Regions from separate parts of the Mus musculus genome. Here region 2 is linked to region 1. A link is a contact called in public Hi-C data. All regions are on one chromosome and are shown on one strand. The core of a region is the stretch at or near the end of the contact, and the rest is flanking DNA. Distances in the headings are between cores, read along the strand shown.

Region 1 (5,513 bases), core at 1,522-4,021:
AGGGTAGAGAGAGAAAAGGCATGGAGCAATAATGAATTGGTGGGGAAAGTTACTTTCCTGTGGTGTGAAAGCAGGTGGAAGTTTCTTCTTCTCCTTCCCCTGCCAAACCACCCTCCCGACCCCCACCTCACTACACTGAGTCATTTTTTATTTTGTTTTAAACTGACTCCTTCCATACTTGCTTGAGATTGTGATACTTGGCTGGAGGAGTCCGTTCTTGTCTGTGCTGATGTGCTGGAGCCTTGTGCTGGTCTGCCACAGTAGGTGCTTGTATTTCAAGCTAAGTGATGTAGAAGGGAGATACCAAGCCAGGCCTATGTGTGTGACAGGCAGAGTCCCACCTACCTCTGCATGCTGTCTGCTCAAGTCCCAGTTCTGGAATCAGGTAGAAATGATGAGTCATGGGTGGATGCTGAGGTCAGAGGCTTGGGGAATAGGGGTGGGGGGGGGGAGGGTTTCCTGGTCCAGCCCTGGGGATAAGTCAGGTGAGCAAGCCCACAGGAAAGCCTGCGAGTGACCTAGAATCCAGACAAAGCCAGAGAGTGCTCACTCACTCTTCACATCCGCTTGGACTGTGATTCACAAAGCTCACTCATGCGCTATAGCTAATGTCTATCTTAAGTCTGTTTCCCAATGCCATCACAAAATACCCAAAGCTGGATGTCTGTGAAGACTAGAGGTCTGCTTGCCTGAAGCTCTGGAGGTGAGGTGTCAGGAACGTGGTTCTGGCATCTGGTGAAGCCGTCCAGCTGCTCATGAAGCAGAACATGGGCCAAGTTCAAGTCCCTCTCCCCTTCTGATCATGTGTGCGATCTCTAAGGATCTATTCTCATCAACATGGCCACCTAACAATGTCTGAAGAGCCTCCAACAAGTGTGAGGACTTCCCAGTGTATTGAGTTTTGACAAGGAGACCCCAGCATCTAACATCCATGTCTACATACTATCTGTCCATTTATCCATCCAGTCTGTCCATTCATCCACATCCACACATCTACCCATCCACCCTCCCACCCAACCATCTATCCACTCATCCTTCCCATCTATTCACCCCTCCATCCAACTACCCATCTACACACCACCAGTCCTAACTTTAATCCCAACCCTAATCCTATTTGGACATGCCTGGGGTTGATGCTGCAGCCTAAGGGAAGATTGCCTGTTCAGGGGTGGGCAAAGGGGATTCAGAGGGTCTATAGGTGGCCCATCTCAGTGGCTTAGTCTTGTCTAATGTCAAGTCTCAGGAGCTATGATGGAATGTAAGTGGCTACTGAGTTTCCGGGGAAGTTGCTGAAGCCCTGGTTCAACCTACTGGGGGGCTGGATTCTCCCCTTAGTGGTGGCCCTCAGAGAGGTAGTGGTTCATAAAAACCCAATAGGGGGCTGGTGAGATGGCTCAGCAGGTAAGAGCACCCGACTGCTCTTCCAAAGGTCCGGAGTTCAAATCCCAGCAACCACATGGTGGCTCACAACCATCCATAATGAGATCTGACTCCCTCTTCTGGAGTGTCTGAAGACAGCTACAGTGTACTTACATATAATAAATAATAAATAAATCTTTAAAAAAAGCTATTGAAAAAAAACCCAATAGGAATTTGTCAGGGAGGTTTTAAAAAATGGAAATAATGCCCCAGGGTCTGCTGGCCTTCTGTGCGCAGGGCTAAAGGGATTTGGGATTTTCCTAGGGAGAGTGTCACATGATCATATGGCTCGGTGGGTCTCTTATCAGCCATCAGCCAATTACTTGGATGAAGGGTCTGCATTGGAAGGCAGCCCTGTCCCCACCTTTGATCTAGAGACATCGTGCATTTCTCATGAGGCTACAATAAACAATACTTTTCCTAGGCAGGCAGCTATGATGCCCGTCAAGGCGTGCTCTAGGCTTTGTATTGTTTTTAGCTTCCACACACTTTCACATACACAAAAATATATGTAGCACTGGTGAGAGCCCCACGAACTGCTGAGACAATGCCTGATGCCAGTTGTTGTATCTTCTGAAAGTATACCTAATGTCAATGTTTAAGGAGTTGGCATATCCTATGAGAATTGTACCTAGATGTTTGCTATTCAAAAAGATGTCATTATAAATGGTAAACACATCCAACTACTCACATATCTACCAGTTCATCATCACCCATCCATCCATCCATCCATCCATCCATCATCCATCCATCCATCCATCATACACCATCCATCCATCATACACCATCCATCCATCCATCCATCCATCCATCCATCCATCCATCCATCCATCCATCCATCCATCATCCATCCATTGGTATTGTCTGTACATCCACCTAGTGTCATCAACACCTGCCCATTCATCTGTCACCATTAACGGTCCATCTGTCACTCATCTATATACTGTTTATATGTATGTAATAGTAGTATCCAAGAATTTCATTTAAGGATAAACATGAGTGTTAAAATGATTGATTATCAAAAGGGATTGTTCAGTCCAACTTTCTTCACATACAAATTGCTGGTGGCATGAGGTCTACAGCTTAGCCTTCTGCCACTGAGCCAATAGGACCCTGCATCAGGTAACCCATGCGTGTGTCACTTGGGCCTGTCTGCAGGTGCTCTCTACCTGAACCCAGGTGGGAGAGCCCTAGCCCTGTGGCTCACCATCTGGGGTATGCACGTAAGGTTTATTACTGCATCGACAGAGGTGCTGGTCTCGGCTGATGTACCTGCTCCCATCAAAGCCTTGTACCCAGAGAGTTCCCGGAGGCAGTAGAATATTTGCTTTCGGGACTCTTTAGCACTGTTGGGAAATGTGTGTTGACATTGGTGATAAGGTAGCAGGCCGGGAAGCTGGAGGGAAGAATGGGCTCTCCTGAGCAGGGCGGAAGATCTGTGGTCTCCAGGTTCTTGTGTCCTTGGCTTGTTGTCGCAGTGCAATGGGGGAGGAAACGGAGAATCCCCAGAGTCCCTCCTGACTTGGGGAGGGGGGGGCAGGGAGGGATCCTTCGAGTACAAGCAGGTGTCAGCCCTCAGCTGTGAACCTGAGTAGCAGAAGGGCAAGCTTCCAAGTCACCCCTTTTCCAAGTTCAAAGAACCTCTACACTTCCTTGAACTGCCCTCCTCCACCCTGTTCTCGGGCTCACAGAGGAGCCGCGCCCCTACCCGCTTAGCTGTCAGCTTTCCGTGAGGTGGCCTTGGGGTTTGGGATCTCTCTTTGAGGGGCGAGGGCTTTGATGTGCGGCTGCTCTTAAGCAATCTTTTAACTTCAGTTTCCACACCATAGGGGTGTGCTGAGCAGGGTTTCTTTGTTGACTCTGAAATTACCTTTGAGAGTGATTCTGGAAAAGGAGAGTCAAAGCCATCTGGGAGAAAATCCTGGAACTTCCCCTTGGCTGGGTAGCATGAGTTCTGGTGGGATTGGAGACCGGTGCTGGAGCTACCAGATTTTTGGTCCTACTATGTTCAGGTTGTCTGTATTGGGGCAATGGCTGCTATGGAGTTCTGTGGAGAGGTTTCCAGAGCTCGCCTCTAAGAGAGAGGGGTACGTGTATACATGAGCGTGTGTGTACCTATGTTGTACACATGTCCCCTGTCTCATCAGGGACAGGAAGGAGACAGACAAGCCCCCAGAAGTTCCTTTTGGAGGCAGTCAGTTTGAGGGAGTTATAAGATTTGGGCCCAGAAGGAAGAGCATTCAGCACATTGTCTAGAAGCTTAGAGTTGAAGTCCCGCCTGATTCTGTTTGACTTAATTTGTCTCTTCAGTACTCTGTGGTCACTCCCCCTCCCCACCCCCCTGCCCCAGGGTGAACAGATCACCTAGTGGTGGATTCTGGGTAATGGGCCACCGTGGGTCCCAGGCTTCCGTGGGAATGTAAGCACCCACTGTCTGTGCATGCTAGCTATGGGTGAAACCCTTCACCTGTAACCCTGGAGCCAGATGGGATTTGAGCCTGCGGCTGTTTTGGGCAGTGTGTGGATCACATGCTCCACCCAACCCCACTGTGTGTGGGTAGCAGCCGGCAGGCAAAGGTATTAATGTTTTATAGCAAAACTAAGTCAGGCAGAGAATGCCTCACGTGCATTCAGGTTGAACCCTGCCTCTAAACCTGTTATGAAACAGTGTCTTGTTCCCAGGGCTTTCTGGATTTGGAATGACTGGCTAGGAACTACAGAACTGCAAGATAAACAAGCCCATTTGACATATTAGACTGGAGAATCAGGCTTGGAGCTTTGCTGGCCTACCATTTGAATGTGTGCACTGGTGGCTATGGGCATGTGAGTGTGCTTGTGGAAGTGTAAGTATATGCATGTGTGTAACAAGTGTGTGCACGTGACTATGCATGCAGTTGGATATGATGAGTGTGTGAGTTTGTGCACATATATATACATGGATCTCGATATGTGTGTGCGTACACTACACTCATTTGTGCGAGCCCAAGACAGAAGGGTGGACTGATTTTCTAGACCATAGGTTCAACACAAGGCCAAGGACTGAGCCAGCCACTCTCTGGCCCTGGGAATGCACCCTGCTGCTCTCCACTTGGCTTTTAAGCAGATGGGCTCTGTGTTCTGGAATAGCAACTAGGTTGCAAGCAATGAGGTGAAGGTCTGTGCTTTCATCCTGTAGGTTGTCAGCATTCTTCTCTGTCTCCCAGTTTCTCCTGGCTCTGATTGCTCAGTAATGAACACAAAGAAGTCAAGAGAGAGAAGGGCTTGGGAGCTGGGAGGGTCCTCTGGTGAGGAAGAGGTAGAGATGGGTTACCATTCAACATCGTAAAGCAGAATGCTGATAATCTGGAGCCCCAGAAGGGAGCTGCCTCCTAGAAGAAGGTGAGAGGGAGTTTAGTCTTCAGAACAGGGCCCAGGGAGACAAAGAGCCTACAGAGAGAGTGTGTGTTCTGACATCAGGGCCTCTGGGAGCCCCCTGACCCTTCTTTCTGGGTCTGTGTGGGGAGCGGTAGGAAGTCCATGACCCACACTGGGAGAGCTAAAGATTTGAGCTGCTTAAGACTCCGATAGATCTGAGATCTGAGGCTGAGTATCCTGTCTGTCCAGAGAACAGGAAGGGCCAAGGGTTAGCTTTAAGTGAGTTTAAACAATAATAAAACTGTGGTATTGTATATGAACCAAGATTGGTGCTTAGTGCATGCCTCAACTTCCCCATGTGGACTAGGCTGCAGTGGTGCTGGGAATTAGTGTCAGCTAGGAGATGTAGAAATGTCTATGGATCTTACCGAAAACTTCTTTTAGGCTTGGGAAGAAACGCACAAGATTGCGGCCATAGCCGGAGACACTCCTTAGAGAGTGAAGGGAACACACTCAATGCACTGTGCTCACAGAAGAGGACCTACAATTTCAAATCTCCCTCTCCCTGTCTCTGTCTGTCTGTCTGTCCGTCTGTCTGTCTGTCTGTCTGTCTGGTGCACACTTGCCACAGCAGGCATGTGGAGGTCAGACGACGAGTTCAGGTGTTGGGCTTTGCTTCCTGTCCTCCTTGTTCCTGGAAGTCTCTTGTTGCTCTCGGCTACATACCAGGTAAGCTGGCC
Region 2 (5,513 bases), core at 1,519-4,018, 110 kb after region 1:
CACTCAGCTGGGTGGGTTTCCCAAGGGAATGAGAGCCGACAGTGTGGCTACCAATGGGAGGCAGAGGCGGCAGGATCAGGAGTTCAAAGGCCATCCTTGCTTACTTATCAAGCTTAAGGGCAGCCTAGGTCATAAGAGACATAGTATCCACCAAACCAGGAAAAAAAAAAACAGCACGGGGCTTCAAGAGATACAGCCATTACCTCCCTTGCAAGACAGAGGGCCTGAATTCAACCCCTACAATGCATGTTAAGAAAGCCAAGCTGTGTCAGGACCTGCTGTGTCCCACTACTGGGAAGGGAGAGACAGAAAGATCTCCGAAGCTTGCTGGTCCACCAGTACAGCCTACTCATTGAGTGGAGGTCACTGAGAGACTATTCGCATTCAGTTTCTGCTGCTGTGATAACACAATGTCCAAAAGCTGGTTGGTGGAGGATGGGGTTTTTTAATCTGATTTACAGAGCGCAGTCCATCATTCAGGGAAGCCAAAGCAGGAATTCAAGGCAAGCCCTTGAGGCAGCGACTGCAAGGGGATGTTGCTTGCTGGCTTGATTTTCCTGTCTTGTTCAGTTTGCTTTTTTATATAACCTAGAAGCACCCATCAAGTGCTGGCACTGCCCACAGTGGGCCAGGCCCTCCCACCTTAACCATCCAAAAAAAAAAAGCCCCCGAGACATGCCCATGGGTCAGTCCAGTGCAGGCAACCTCTCAGGTGAGGCTCTCTGTTCCTAGATGACTTTAGTTCATGTCAAGTTGACAAGCAAACAAAAAAACAACATGAAGACTTTGTCTCAAATACCAAGGTAGACGATGCCTGAAGAAGGGCACTCTGGGCCTCCACATGCACATCTATGTAAGTGTACATATGCTTGCACACACACACACACACACACACACACACACACACACACACACACCCCTACAGCCAGAGATATTGAGCTGAAAGGCAGCGGTTATAGTGGAGCTGGCACCAAGGTGTACCCAGTTCCTATAGCAACCGTTCCTGCCTGCTGCGGACTCGAACTGGGATAGTGGGTAGATGGACAGCCTTCTGAGAACTCCTGCCACAAACCAGCAACCCAGGGAACATGGCTCTAAGTGCAGAGCCCGTCTGCAGAGCCTGGGTGGCCACTGCATGCTTCTTTCTGTGGGGTGAGGCCTTGCGTCTTTCAAAAGCTCGTTAGAGACACCCTCTCCCTTTGAAGGGTCTGTTTCATGTGCCGCTTTCAATCTGTCACGAAGCCGCTTTGCTCCCAGAGAGCCGGGACTGCAGGAGGGGTACACTTGTGAGGCCGGAAGAGTGTCCTGGATGCCCTTCGGGGGACAGAGTCTCTAGGAGCACAGAATGAAGGGGCAGGCAGGAGTAGACGGCAAGATGCTGTTTTCAATCGCCTCTGGCTGTGTGCCTGAACTGTGTGTGTGGCTCACCCTATCCTGGGGGGAATAGCAAGGTCAGTGTCAGCGCTTTGATGTTGCCTTAGGGAAGTGGTGGAAATCAAACACAGACCTCTGCAGCAGTAGCAACCCCAGGGTTTGCATTACATTGTTTCCAAGTTTTGGAAAAGATGATCCTAGGAGAGGAGAGTGGGGATGTGACTACCCTGCTTCTTAGCGGATTAACGCTCGCTTTCTCCCTTCTCCACTCTTCCACTGGAGCCCTGTCTGACATCTCCCTTGCCCCGAGGCTGTGCTGTCCTGAGATGCCTCTGCAGATGAGGCTTCAAGTTGAACCAAGGCTAAGGGAATGATGGAAATTTTGTTCCTCTTCTCTCTCCCCTGGGCGGGGCTGAAGTGTTGGGGGGCGTGCAGGAGCAGGTTGCCTGTGTGTCTGTTTAGCTTGGCACCCCAAGCCTTGCAGCCTCGTCTCTCCTGTGTGAAAACACCGACAAGCTCCTGCCTGTTTCCATTCCCAGTGTTTGCCCCTGCTGCCTGGCTGGCCTCTTCTTGGAAAACCAGATCCTGTGGCTTCAGTGACCGGGTGCTGGCAGCAGGGGCCTTTGTGTGACTGGCAAAGGGCTCTGTTTCCCATGATTGCATCATGGTTTGGGGGGCACGAGGTGAGCATGGGAAGCTCCAAAGGGGTCAGGTCCCTGGGGAAAGGCGCCTGTCACTGGCTTCTGAGTCAATGCTCCCTTAAACTTGTGCCCAGTTTGCATCAGGAAAAAAAAGTTGTGCCCAGAGGAGACTGAGCAACGAACCTGCAGAATGTCACTGACCCATCCTGAAGGTCGTAACCTCTGTGCCACCAACCTCCAAGTGACACATTCCTAAGTACATTTGATGGATAAGTAAGGGCCAGAGACGTTTGGCTGATCTGAGTTTCTGTTTCGATATGAGTTATTGAAAGGATTAGAATTCTCATCTAGCACAAAGCTACACCTTCAGCTCAGTTCCCATTAGGTCTCTATGAATGTGTGTGTGTGTGTGTGTGTGATCAGAACTGAACAACTGTAGATTCCCTATTCGTCACTTAGTGTTCCGGTGCTGTAAAACAATGCTCCAGGTTGGGTAATTTGTAAGTGAAAAGGCTGATATTGGCTCGTGGTTCTGGAGGCTCGCAAACACGGTGGCAGGGTCAGCTTCTGATGAGAAGAAAAGGAACAGACATGCCAGAATGTTTTCAACATGGTGGTTGAAAGTTAGAACATTGAGGTTCTCAGTCTGCCCTTGGGGATTATGCAAGAGGATAGAAGGGGGTGGGGTGGGTAGAGATGTGTTCAACACAGCCATTGATCCAGTTAACTATGGGTTCATGTGAGATTCCAGGGGAAATTGGACATAGGGCACTTAGGTTAGCTTCCTGGGTTGGTCACCTAGGAAGGTGACAAATCCCAGTGGCCCAGAGGGTTCATATTTGAGACTTTCTTGTTGCAGGGTTTTCTCTGTCCAATCACATTAGGGCGGTGGCAGGCCTGTGATTGGACAGGAAAAGGGAGGTGGAGCTAGAAGTTGGGGAGACAGAGAGAGAGGTCCCAGGAGGGAGGAGGGAGAAGAATGAGAATGGAGGCTGACATGGTGTTATCTAAAGGTTAGAATAATTGAGTTACAAGTTTTAGCATTACCAACTGGCTCTGAAATTATTGTATTGGTATCTTGTAAAATGTGATATTATTAGTACATAAATCTAATTGTTTAACTATAAGCTTAAGAGTCTTAAATCTACTGGGTAATTAGGTATTGAGATGGCTAACCAGGGGTGTGTGGGGCAATGCATGGAAGCGAGAGGAACATGCACACACACACACACACACACCCATCCTAGAACTGGCCTGGCAGAAGCCCTGTGACCTTGCAGGGCCAGAGAGTTGGTGGGCCAAGAGACCATGCAAGTGCGACCGAGTGTGATCATCTGGTGTGGGGGCCAGCCCCAGAGAGTTGGCAGGTTCTTTTCTTTAATATTTCCTGCAACACGCTCTGAGACTCTGAGACTTCATTTGGGTTGTGCCCTGCATGACAGACTATGAGGGTTGCACGGTGCTCCCTGCATTTTGTGTCATGACCAGGCTGGGGACAGTGTAAGAACTTGACCTTGCAGTCAGCTTGTCACAAGTGCAGGTGGCCTGAGGAGCCCTGAGTTCCAAACTGGCATCTGAAACAGAGGCACCTTTAAAGCATAAATCCTTTGCTGAATGCCCATGAAGCCAACGCCTCTCTGGTGTGTGTGTGTGTGTGTGTGTTTGTGTGCATGTGTGTACACACATGCATGAGTACACACAGAGGCTAGAGGTCAACCTTGGGTGTCATTCCTCCACTTTTGAGGACTAGATGCCAGCGCTTCCCTTTCCGTCTCCCAGGGATCTCTGATAGACCTGGAACTTCCCTGTTAGGCTAATCTGGTTGTTCAGCGAACCTCAGGGACTCATCTGTCTCAGCCTTCTTGGTGGTGGGATTATAGGCATGGACCACCAAGCCCTGCTTTCTACATAGCATCTGAGCACCAAACCCAGAGCCTTACGCTTGTGAGGTAGGGACTTTACTGACTGAGCCGTCTCCCTAGGTCCTTGGCATGTTCTTCGTTGACCCAGATGTCGTGGGATCCTGACTAAGAAGACACACCTTGTATGAGGGGTTGCGGTCACATAGTGTGTCCTTTAAAATAGCTCTTGTAGACTTACTTTGAGTCTGTCAAGGTTCAAAAGGTTCATATTGATAATAAATACACAGAGATGTCCCAGAGGCTTCTGTGAGTTGCTGGTGTTTAGGGCCAGGAACTTGTATTACTTGTTTCTCAGTTCATCACGGAGATGACCGTACCTACTAGAGTCTCCTTTCTTCCTGCAGAGCTGCCTTCCTGTGTGGGCTGCCCTTCTCGGCCCCAGAACTTCTTCACCCACCTTTGCTTTGCCTTATCTCTTTATGGACTACTTTTGGGGAAAGAGGAAGGCAGGGCTTGCTGCTGTTTGCCCCTGCCCTAGCACTTAGGAAGACATGGCTTTGTGAAGGCCACACCCACAATGCAGAGTGCCAGCTGGCCCAAAGCCTCCAAGAGCTCAGCAGACCACAGGCTTCAATTCAATGACTTGTTCCCTCGGAGGCCTCTCCAAGGAGCTGAGTCAGGTGAACCTTGGGAATTCCACAAGTTCCCTCCTTGCTGTCCAGCCTCAGAAGGCCCCTTTCTGAGTAGAGTGTCCCTCAGAGTAGAGTGCCCCTTCCCGAGAGAGAGCAGCCTGTCATGGCTCAAAGTCCTCTGTGGAGCAGAGTGCTTTCTTTACTATATAGTCTGGGCCTGGATTCCTGTCCTCAGATCTCTGCTTTCTGCCCATCTAAAAAGCTGGTGATGCAGGCAGAAACAAAACAAACAAAACAAAAATGGCTAGATGCCGGTGCTTCCGTTTCCGTTTCCGTCTCCCAGGGAGCACCCCTACCCTCAGCCAACGACCTCCCTCCGATGGCTCTTTATTACTTCCCACTATCAAGTTCCCCCCAGCTGTGGCAGCTGAAGTTCAAAGCTCTCTCCTTGTAGTACAGTGTGTCCTTGGAGGGCAATCTGCAGCGCTGATTAATGCTTGCTGGGTGGTTCCCGCAGCCGGCAGCCCCACAGCCGGCGGCCCCACAGCCCACGTGGGGCTCTCTGAGGCAAGTAGAAATCAGCCAGGAAGAAGTCATCCATCGTTTCTTGGGCTTGTGCTGTCAGCCTTGGGTCTTGCAGACTTCTGAAGACCCAGGAAAGGAAAATCTTGTGAGCATTTGCTAGCCCAGAGTCTCGTCCCATGCACCACCTGTGGCTGTCTACACCACACAATACAAAGGTCCACGGACCAGCAGCCGAGCAGCAGGCTCTGACCTCACCACTTACAGAGGACTGTGAAGAGCCTTGATCTATGTGTCTGTGTTACCCGATCTCAAACACTGCAGACAGTGAGGGATGACTCCTTGCTTGGGGACACGATGCAGTCTGTTAGAATGGAATTTTGGAGTTGCGGCCAGACAGAGCTCAGAGAAAATGGCAATTAGTGGGTAGACAGAAAAGCCTCGTCACCTGGGCCTGGTGCTCGGGGAACTGCTGAGCCACA

Evidence for each region. Hi-C and Micro-C count contacts between places; a contact is called where the count stands out from the background.
Region 2: a contact with region 1 is called in a Hi-C map of liver, with 3 times the contacts expected there. The contact joins two enhancer-like sites. A contact is called at or near these places in 1 of 39 promoter capture datasets (liver), 10 of 484 Hi-C or Micro-C datasets (the G1E-ER4 cell line, the N1E-115 cell line, brown adipocytes and 2 more), 4 of 115 datasets of contacts at active chromatin or transcription factors (bone marrow-derived macrophages, embryonic basal ganglia, embryonic stem cells and 1 more) and 2 of 9 other capture datasets (embryonic stem cells and embryonic trunk).

What each region holds. Positions count from the first base shown.
Region 1 is chr13:51,908,695-51,914,207 of GRCm38.p6, forward strand. No RefSeq gene overlaps it. Among named protein-coding and RNA genes, the nearest start is that of Gadd45g, 65 kb to the left of the region's middle. Within about 2 kb of position 2,772, at least 41 of the 459 cell types and tissues checked have an H3K27ac peak or open chromatin away from gene starts, as enhancers often do. A contact at or near this core is called in liver, where this site is marked.
Region 2 is chr13:52,020,008-52,025,520 of GRCm38.p6, forward strand. No RefSeq gene overlaps it. Among named protein-coding and RNA genes, the nearest start is that of Gm40948, 61 kb to the right of the region's middle. Within about 2 kb of position 2,769, at least 16 of the 459 cell types and tissues checked have an H3K27ac peak or open chromatin away from gene starts, as enhancers often do. A contact at or near this core is called in liver, where this site is marked.